2 separate regions of the Sus scrofa genome follow, and region 1 is linked to region 2. A link is a contact called in public Hi-C data. All regions are on one chromosome and are shown on one strand. Each heading gives the region's core, a stretch centred on a gene start, on an enhancer-like site or on the middle of the called end of the contact. The rest is flanking DNA. Distances are from core to core; before and after follow the strand shown. Region 1 overlaps ATXN7L1 (ataxin-7-like protein 1). Region 2 overlaps ATXN7L1 (ataxin-7-like protein 1).

The links. Hi-C and Micro-C count contacts between places; a contact is called where the count stands out from the background.
Region 1: a Hi-C map of embryonic fibroblasts shows a contact between it and region 2, with 3 times the contacts expected there. The contact joins two enhancer-like sites. A contact is called at or near these places in 3 of 47 Hi-C or Micro-C datasets (embryonic fibroblasts, skeletal muscle and subcutaneous adipose tissue).

Annotation. Positions count from the first base shown.
Region 1 is chr9:105,900,425-105,905,687 of Sscrofa11.1, forward strand. The region is part of intron 2 of ATXN7L1 (ataxin-7-like protein 1); the gene reads right to left. Among named protein-coding and RNA genes, the nearest start is that of ATXN7L1, 23 kb to the right of the region's middle. Within about 2 kb of position 3,102, at least 16 of the 83 cell types and tissues checked have an H3K27ac peak or open chromatin away from gene starts, as enhancers often do. A contact at or near this core is called in embryonic fibroblasts, where this site is marked.
Region 2 is chr9:105,750,552-105,755,590 of Sscrofa11.1, forward strand. All of the region lies in intron 5 of ATXN7L1 (ataxin-7-like protein 1), which reads right to left. All of the region lies in intron 1 of LOC110255499 (a long non-coding RNA gene), which reads left to right. Among named protein-coding and RNA genes, the nearest start is that of CDHR3, 69 kb to the right of the region's middle. Within about 2 kb of position 2,535, at least 20 of the 83 cell types and tissues checked have an H3K27ac peak or open chromatin away from gene starts, as enhancers often do. A contact at or near this core is called in embryonic fibroblasts, where this site is marked.

The DNA.
Region 1 (5,263 bases), core at 1,852-4,351, 150 kb after region 2:
TTGGGGTGTGGAGAACATGATCCGTGCAAGTCTTAAAACCAAGGCAAAGCACACTTATGAGCTTTGCACTCCTCCTGTGTGGTGCCTGCGAGGTGAGGCTGGCCCAGTGCTTGGATGAGGGCATCCTACCCACTGCCCACGTGGGGCCCTCGTCATGCTCAGCAGCCCTGTACTTCCAGGTGATCCCAAATTGTCTGCAGCTGCTGTGACCCCGCCAGCCCTGGGCACAGCTGAGGGAGGGAAGCTGGTTCATCTGACTCATACATGAGGCTTACAAGAGCTCCACTCCCTGGGCCCATCTCCTGTGTTCGCCCACAGTCAGAATACCCTCCAGCTGCTATGCTAAAACATCTTTTTTTTTTTTTTGGTAACAACTGTATTGATATTTGATTTAATTCATATACCACTACATCCAGCAATTTTTAAGTATCTTCACGAACTGTGCAACCCTCACCACTATCTGACTCCAAAACACTTTCATCACCACCCAATAAGCCCCATGCCCATTAATAGCCATGCTCCATCCCCAAACCCTAGCACCCATTGATTGAGCACCTCTCTGGATATTTCATTTAAGTAGAATCATACCATGTTTGTCCTTTTGTGTCTAGTTTATTTCCCTTACCATGTTTTCAACAATCATCTATGTTGTCACAGACATCAGGACTTTTTTCCTTTCTATGGCTGAATAATGTTCTATCACGTCAGATGCTACATGCTACATTTTATTTATCTACTAATGGATATTTGGGTTATTTCCACCTTTGGGCCATTACGAGTAATGCTGCAATGAATGTTAATGTGCAAGCTCTTGTGTGGACACATATTCTAATTCCTCTGGGGTACATACCCAGGAGTGGAGATGCTGAGTCATATGGTAATTCTATATTTATCTCCTTGAGAAACTGCAGCACTGGTTTTCAAAGTGACTGCACCATGTTATAGTCTTACCAGCTTTGGTGAGAAATCCACGAGGCTTTCACAAACGTTTAAAACAGTAGAAGGTGCCCTCTGCTCAGGTGTAGACCCTGTCAAGCTCTGGCATGAAGAGGCCACTAGTGGTCTGGAGTGCTGGTCGACCTCGCTGAGCTTCCTCAACTTCCTAGTCAGCAGCTAGGTCTGTACAAATCTCAGGATTGCAACTGTGTGTCTAACATGTGCTGGGCACACTAGCTGCAAAACCTCCAAATCCTTACAGCACTCTTTGGAAGACTGTCTGGACAGCTGAGAGATGGAGAGACAAGGGAACGTGTCCAGAGGTCACAGAGCCAGAACACCAAGCTGGGTGTGCCTCCGCAAGCCTAAGCCCAAGGGCTCAGTTTTTCCATTGGATTGTGTTCCAGTGGGGAAAAGTCAGATGACTGAACCCTCAGATGGATCCTCTGACCAAATATCTCTTCCCTCAAAGCTCGAGGCTTCTCAAGGCTGCAGAAATCAAACCCTCATACGTGCAGCATCGATACCAGCTTCAGGACCAGCAGACATGCTCTGAGAGCATCCTCTCCTGTCTGGCATGAGTTGGGATCTAAAACAGCCGCGAGCCTTCCGCAATCCTGCAAGCCCAGCGCATACAGGTTTGAGCTGTGCAAAAGGCACAATCTATTCTTTCCTCCATTCTGCTCACACTCTCCACCTGTCTGCTGCTCAACAGAAGCAGACTCATCTTGGCTATGAGTATTCAAGTGTCTTCCAGAGACATTCTGTCAAGGTCTAGGTCACTCAGAAACAGCCCCCTCCTCCCCAAGGAGAAGAGGCTGCAGTTACGCATGTTGGCCAGCAGAGGCTCCTTTTGACATTTGGCTTCCTCAGAGTGGTCCAGGAAGGCCTGGTTAACCCACCAGCCGGCCTTCTTTTCACGTTCCCCCAAGCCGTCCTGGGTATGTGGCCGCAGGCCCTGCAGAGAGCAGCCTCAGGGCATCCACGGTTGGGATTCCACCTTGTGGCCACCCACAAAACCCCACAGCAGCAGTGTGGTCACTGGAAACCAGGAGGGCCGAACCAAACCTTCTGGAGGTGGGAGTGAGTGGCCAGGTCCACCCATGGGTGGCCTTTTCCTGGAAGGTGCCAGGACAGCGATCAGGGCATTTCGCCAAGCAAGCTATGGCTATTGACAAATATAGCCCCACCTGGGCTCAAAACACTTTTATCACTGTCGACTTAAGTACAGAGGGTTAGAATCAGCTGCGGTGTTTGGCGTCTCTGAATAAAAAACCCTGGATTTTGTTTCCTTAACACACCATCTTGGCACAGGTTCCAGAAAATGAGGGTCCCAAATTCTACGCCTTTGTTTGGTAGAAACGTGTGCTGATATGTCTGTGTACTAACAAATAAATAATAAAATCACTTTGCATTTATAGAATAATAATAAATAACAAAATCACTCTGCATTTATAGAATGCTTGCCATGTTGCAAGATACCATGGGGTCCTTTATATTTGTACTTTTATTTAACGTAATGCAGCTGGAGGTACTCTGAGGCTCAGAAAGGGTGAGTTACTTCCCAAAGGTCTCACAGCTAGGAAGTGGCAGAGGGAGGTGGGGTTTGAAAGCAGGTGTGGCCTCTTCATGCCGGGACTAGGGTCCAGAATTCCTAGTAAGATGGCTTAGTCCCCTGTCGCTCCCACCCCAACACTGCCTTAATCTTGGAGCTGCTTTAGGCTGGGGGTAGAATCAGAAGGGGAAGGAGAGGATGGAATTTACAAGCTAGTTTATGCCAGAGCTGGTTTGGGTGCCTTGAAATTCACCAGGGCTTGGACAAGTCTTCCAGGATGGGGCCCTTCCCACAGACCAGCTGGGAGCTCATTAGTGTCACTGAGCCGCGGGAGAGAAAGATAAAAAGGGAAGGGACATGAAGAGGCAAAAAGGGAGGGGGACAACAAGGCAGAAGCAGAGATAGAGAGGTGGCTGGTGGCCTTGCCAGAGAGCCTCCTGCCTGGAGAGCTGGTGAAGCAAGCACAGCCTTCATTCTTTCGCGCAGGGCCAATAAAGGGCAGCTGAATCACAGGATTTCTCAAGAAATAAAAATTCCTAGTACACCCCTGGGGCCTGGGGAGAAAAACTGACAACGTGTTGATTGAAAACAGACTAAGCTGATGTGTGCCTGCAGCGTGAGGCTGCACTTCCCCAGGTTCACAGCGACACCTAGTGGTCTCCATGGGCACCTGCCGCCTCCGTGGAAAAGAGGCAATGGCCTGAAGAGAGTATTTGGGGTGTAGAGCAGAAGCATCCTCTTTTCCCTAGCGTCAAAGTCCGTGTTTTGCTTTGTGGGGTATGCCAATATTCTAAGAGGAATTCCACACGTCCCCAGGAGCGGGGGTGGGGGGACACTGGTCAAACACTGGACTTCCTATATGGCCAGTTATGTATATCCAACTGACTCTGTATTGGCTAGATGTTCTTTTTTTGTTGGTTTTTTTTTTTTGGAGGGGAGGGTTTTTTTAAATGATTTTTTTCCATTATTGGTCTACAGTGTTCTGTCAATTTCTACTGTACAGAAAAGTGACCCAGTCACATATATATATACATTCTTTTTCAAAAGTGGACATTTTTCCCTCTGATTTTCTTTTCATTTATTACATTTTCATTTATTCTCCTCATTTAGTAAGTCTAACTGAATGTATTTAATGGTGATACCTTTATAAGACTTTTATACCAATGAATTCTGCAATCGGAGACATTTCTTTGTGAGGTTATGTGTTCAGAAAATAAAATGACTGTGCTTCTACATTAGGTCAAAGATCTTGGCTTCCATCGTCACCCTGATCAGTAAGTCTGATTAAAAATGAAAACTATGCATCTCCTTCTGGATAATAGCACTTGAACATTTTCATCCCCTCTCTGGCCTCCCCTTGCTCCATTTCAGCTTTGGCTAAGTTACTTGCCTGAAGGCTCCCTGGGGACAAAGGATATCCAGTGATAGCACCATGCCTGGGACATGGTTAATACTCAAAAACTATTTCTTCATGGAATGACCTCAGCTCCTGATTTGTCACGGTGGCGGGGGGGTGGCGCACAGGAGTGGGGTCAGATAATTCAATCTCCTGGCAAGTGCTACTAGAGGATTCCAGACTCTAAGGGGCATTTGTCAAACCAGGAAGACCCTGGCCTGGAAACTCAGCTTCTTGTCAATATCTGGGGATGGTCTGTGGTTAAATAGGAACCCAGGGCAGAACTCGTAGAGCTCTATAAAAAGGCTTATTAACACGCAACTAGAGATTCTCATACCAAGTAAAGTAAGTCAGAAAGAGAAAGACAAATACCATATGATAGCACTTGTATGTGGAATCTAAAATGTGGCCCAGGGAGTTCCTGTTGTGCTCAGCAGAAATGAATCTGACTAGTATCCATGAGGACACAGGTTTGATCCCTGGCCGTGTGCAGTGGGTTAAGGGATCTGGCACTGCCGTGAGCTGTGGTGTAGGTTGCAGACTCAGCTCAGATCCTGCGTTGCTGTGGCTGTGGTGTAGACAGGCAGCCACAGCTCCGATTGGACCCCTAGACTGGGAACCTCCATATGCCTAGGGTGCAGCCCTAAAAAGACAATAAACAAACAAATAAATAAATAATATGTGGCACAAACGAACCTATCTACACAACATAAACAGACTCACGGACATGGAGAACAGACTTGTGGTTGCCAAGGGGCAGGCAGGAGGGAGAGGAACGGATGGGGTGTTTGGGGTTGGTAGATGCAAACTATTACATTCAGAATGGATAAGCAATGAGGTCCTGCTGCACAGCACATGCAACTGTTTCTAATCTCTTGGGATAGACCATGATAGAAGATAGTATTAGAAAAAGAATGTATATAAATGTATGGCTGGGTCACTTTGCTGTACAGCAGAAATTGACACAACATTGTAAATCAATTATACTTAATAATAATTTTTTTAAAAGACCTCTTAAATGTCTGAGTGTTGGTACCCTGGGAGGGCTCCACAAGGCCACATTTTATAGGGACTGTCAAGAGACCCACTGAGGGCTTTCCTTTTGAAGAAGAAATCATGAGCTTCTGCAATCCGATCTTGTTGGGAAGGAAACACTGTCCTCAAGCGAAATGTTATCTGAAAACTTTATCTGAATTTCATTGGCCAGAGAACCTGTGTTAACTGCATGCCCCTGGTTACAAAGATCAGAAACTCACAGATTTATTGGGAAGCCACTTGTGGAAATAAAGAGCACTGGTCCCACTGCTTTCTCTCTCCAGAACCCAGAGAATGAAGACGACCTATTTGGAGTGTGGCATAGTGGGCGTGGGTCATAC
Region 2 (5,039 bases), core at 1,285-3,784:
TTTAAATGGACATTTCTCCAAAGAAGAAATACGGATGGCCAATAGGCACATGAAAAGATGCTCATCCTTGCTAATTATTAGAGAAATGCAAATCGCAATTACAGTGAGGTATCACCTCACACCAGTCAGAATAACCATCATTAAAAAGTCCACAAACCAAGAGTTCCTATTGTGGCTCAGTGGGTTATGAAGCCATCTAGTATCCATGAGGATGTGTGTTCAATCCCTGGCCTCGCTCAGTGGGTTAGGGATCGGCATTGCTGTGAGCTGCAGTGCAGGTCGCAGATGTGGCTCGGATCCCATGTGGCCATGGCTGTGTTGTAGGCTGGCAGCTGCAGCTCCAATTCAACCCCTAGCCTGGGAACTTCCATATGCTTCCTTAAAAAACTAAAAACAAAATTACTATATGATCCAGCAGTTCCATTCCTGGGCATCTATCCAGATAAAACCATAATTCAAAAAGATACATGCACCCCAGTGTTCACTGCAGCACTATTTACAATAGCCAAGACATGGAAGCAACCTAAACGTCCATCAGCAGAGGAATGGATAAAGAAGATGTGATACACATATACAATGGAATACTACTCAGCCACGAAAAAGAACAAATTTATGCCATTTGCAGCATTTTGGACAGATCTTGAGATTATCACACTAAGTCAGAAAGAGAAAGACAAATACCTTATGATATCACTTAGATGTGGAGTCTAAAATATGGCATAAATGAGCCTATCTACGAAACAAAAATCAGACTCACAGACAGAGAACAGACTTGTGGTTGCTAAGCCAGGGAGGTGGGAGAGGGAAAGAGTGGGAGTTTAGGATTAGCAGATGCAAACTCTTATATATAAAATGAATGAACATAAGGTCCTGCTGTATAGCACAGGGAACTATAGTCAATATCTTGTGATAAACCATAATGGAAAAGAATATAAAAAATATATGTTACCTATATGGCAAGGTAATATATCTGAATTACCTTGCCATACAGCAGAAATTAACATAACATTGTAAATCAACTACACTTAAATTAAAAAAAAACACTATTAATTATACAATGGATAAACAATGTCCTACCATATAGCACAGAGAACTATATTCAATACCCTGTAATAAACCATAATGGAAAAGAATATGAAAAATAATGTATACATATGTATAACCAAATCACTTTGCTGTACACCAGAAACTAACACAACATTTGTAAATGGATTAAACTTAAGTAAAATAAATTTAAAAAAAATAAATAAATTTTTAAGACATCTTCAATTTAAGCCATTTAGATTATTTCTTTTTTATTTATGATTAACAATATTGTAATAAATGTTTCCTGCCACTAAATCTTTCCACATCATCATGAGTATTTAGGATGCTTTCTTATAAGTGAAACTGATTAGTACAGGGGAATATGCATGTAAAATATTTAAATTGTTGGAGTTCCCATTGTGGCACAGCAGAAGCAAATCTGACTAGGAACCGTGAGCTTGCGGGTTCTATCCCTGGCCAGTGGGTTAAGGATCCAGTGTTGCTGTGAGCTGTGGTGTAGGTCGCAGACATGGCTGAGATCCCACGTTGCTATGGCTGTGGTGTAGGCCAGCAGCTGTAGCTGCGATTCAACCCCTAGCCTGGGAACCTCCATAAGCCTCGGGTGTGGCCCTAAAAAGCAGGAAAAAAAATTTTTAATTGTCAAACTTAGCTAGCATGTATAAGAATTCCCACTCATGGCCTTATCTGTGCTGTACTGTTATTCTTTTTCATTTTTTCAGTCTGACAGGAAAGAATTTCTTCTCTTGGCTGTTTGAGTTGTATCCCTGGTTGTTGATGATTCAGATTTCTTTTTAAATAAATTGCTCATTTTTCTATTAGACGCTTTACCTTTCTCTCATTGCAGTGTGGAAGCTCTTTGTACATTAAACAGAGTAACCCCTTGTGTTATAAGTTGCAGGATGTTTTTCCCCCTAATTTATGATTTGTCTTTTAACTTTTGTGAGGTAAATTTGTTTGTGTGCAAGGGCATGTGTAGATTCAGAGGTCTTTACTTTTTGTTCACTTCTACCTCTCAGCCTTTCCCTTTATGTCATTATGTACTTTTTTAAAGAACTAGGTTTTGAAAAGAATGGCCATGTACGTATGTGGAACTGAATCACTTTGTTATACAGCAGAAAGTATCACAACATTGTAAATCAATGCTTCGGCAAAAATGAAAGAAAAATGAAAAAAATAAAGAACTAGGTTTTCAACAAAATTCACCTGAGGAATTTTTGTAATTTTATCTGATGCTCTCAACCCCCTTGAGCTCCTGGTTTCAGACTTTCCAGTGTAGGCATTGTCGGCAGATGAGGCATACTTTTCGTTTCTGTTTCCATGGTTCAGTATATCTCCCAGACGGGGTTTAGTCACTTTACAAATTCACAGATTAGTTACTGCAAAGAAGAAGTGGTGATATGCATTCTTTTCCTCCACTCTGTACGCCTCCTTTTGGGAAAAGCGGTGATGGGAGTTAGAAGGAACTAGTTTGTTTAGATTTCTGCTGAGTGAATCACTTCCCCATTGATAGGCTTTGTAGCTGCGCTGATGTGTTCTCGGGAACTGTGGCACCAGCCCAAGGCTCCAGTGCACAGTCAAGGGAATGTTGCAGCCTGACCTTGCTTGTGCAAAGCAAGCAGCTTTCCATGGAAGGGTGTCCCTGGGTTTCATGGTAGTTACTCTCCTGTGGCAAGGAGGGCACTCCAGGCAAACGCACATCTCGTTCTAGCTGGGACCACTGTGGATGAGCCTGTATCCAGGCTTCCACTGGGTGTGCTGGGCTGAACTGCCTGTGAGTCTCAAAGATGCCTTTTTCAGCTCTCAGCTTAGACCTGTGTGCATCCTACTTTCTCCTCAGCCTTCTCTGTGTTTATTCTAGGGAGAGGAGAGGGCCTCCCCCACTCACAGACCTCATGGAAGTCCACGTGGCTATCTTCACCCCCTTTCATCCAAGTCCTTCTTCCTGCAGGCTAAGGGAGGGGAGGTCTTGACACCGGGGAGGAGTGAGTGTAAGATCCGTGATGACCAACCATGATGCTGAGACGGGCAACCTACCTCGGTCTCAGCTCTCATTGCTTTTCCCCTGCTGCTCAGCAGCAGAGACTTCAGGGCCCAGCCCAGCTGCCATCTCAGGGTACCCAACCCCACCAGCTGATGGTTTCTTAAAAGAACACCATCATAGTGAGGGGGTCTGGGGGTGGGGACCAAGGTCCCGCTCCAGTAGGTCTTTACTCTCTGGTTTTACCCAGGAATTATTAAAGAGTAATCCATTCAATAACTGTATAAAACCTGTTCCATCAGCAGGAAATTAGGTTTACGATGCCACTCAGGGGATACGACCAGGGATTTGAGTGTAGTGGTTTTTGTTTTGTTTTGTTTTGTTTTAGGGCCACACCTGCAGCATATGGAAGTTCCCAGGCTAGGGGTCCAATCAGAGTTGTAGCTGCAACCTACACCATAGCCACAGTGACACCAGAAAGGCCAGGGATCAAACCCACATCCTCATGGACACTATGTTGGGTTATTAACCCGCTGAGCCACAACACGAAGTCCCGAATGTAGTTTTTGCTATGGAACGACCCTATGATGGATTTGAGTCATCCCTTCCGGAGGTACTATACTTCTATATGAAATATATCAGCGGTCCCCTCATTTGGGGGAAGATAAGCCAATTTTTCTTCTGCCAGGTCAGTGCCATTTGGTCTCCCTTTCCCCATACTCTCTGTCTCTCTCTTTTTTTTTTTTTTTGCCTTTTGTCTTTTTAGGGCCGCACCCACGGCATATGAAGGTTCCCAGGCTAGGGGTCTGATTGGAACTGTAGCTGCCGGCCTATACCAGAGCCACAGCAACTCGGGATCCAAGCCATGTCTGTGACCTACACCACAGCTCACAGCAACACTGGATCCCTAACCCACTGAGCAAGGTCAGGGATTGAACCCACAACCTCATGGTTCCTAGTCAGATTCGTTTCTGCTGCGCCACAACGGGAACACCTCTTTTTTTTTTTTTTTTTTTTTAAAGTATAGTTGATTTGCAATGTTGTGTAAATTTCTGCTGTACAGCAAAGTGAGCCAGTTATACATCTTTTCCCCAGACTTTTACTCAGTATCGCAAAAGCCAAAGAAGTAATTTGGCTATAACATGGCCCTCCGCAGAATGCTGGAGAGGGAGAGAAATCAAATTTGAGCAAAGCCCGAACCCTCTCTCGTGGGCAAGGCTCATTTGTAAATAATTTTAGCCTCATTACCCATTCAGTAATCATATATCTTCCCACTGGTTACTGGCAGCATGGCAAATGGAGATCCCTTGTGAAGAGATTCCTCATGTTCCAGATCCATTCTGGTTTCTCAAGAATCTGTGAACTGGGAAAGCCAGTTCTACTAAAGGAATTATGAACCCATTTTTCCCCCTTCCTTTTGGGGGCTGGAATGGGGAGCATTAGAGCAGAACTCCATCTTTTGTGCACTTATTCATCCAAAGAAACATTTCCTCTGTGGCAGGTAGTACCAGAGAGTGGGAGTGAGAAATCCTGAACACACGATCTGTCTTGTTTTTGCAAAGGCATTTCGCAGGGTCACTAGTGATGTCTGCAGGGGGTCAAAGGGTCCCCCAAAGATATCAGGTTCTAATCCCCGAAATGTGCTAGTGCACTGCCTATGGGAGTGTGGGGTAAACATACTTTCCAGGTGTGGTTAAATTAAGCATCTTGAGTTGGGGAATTATCCTGAATTACCCAAATGGGCCCTAAATGCCTTTGCGTCTGTCTTTTTAAGAGGGAGGCAGAGAGGGAGTTCACACTGTGGCTCAGTGATAATGAACCTGACAAGTATCTATGAGGATGTGGGTTTGATCCCTGGCCTCGCTCAGTGGGTTAAGAATCCAGCATTGCCGTGAGCTGTGGGGTAGGTCGCAGACTCAGCTTGGGTCCTGTGTGGCTGTGGCTGTTGCTGTGGCAGTTGAAGCTCCAATTGGACCCCTAGCCTGGGAACTTCCATATGCCGCATGTGCAGCCC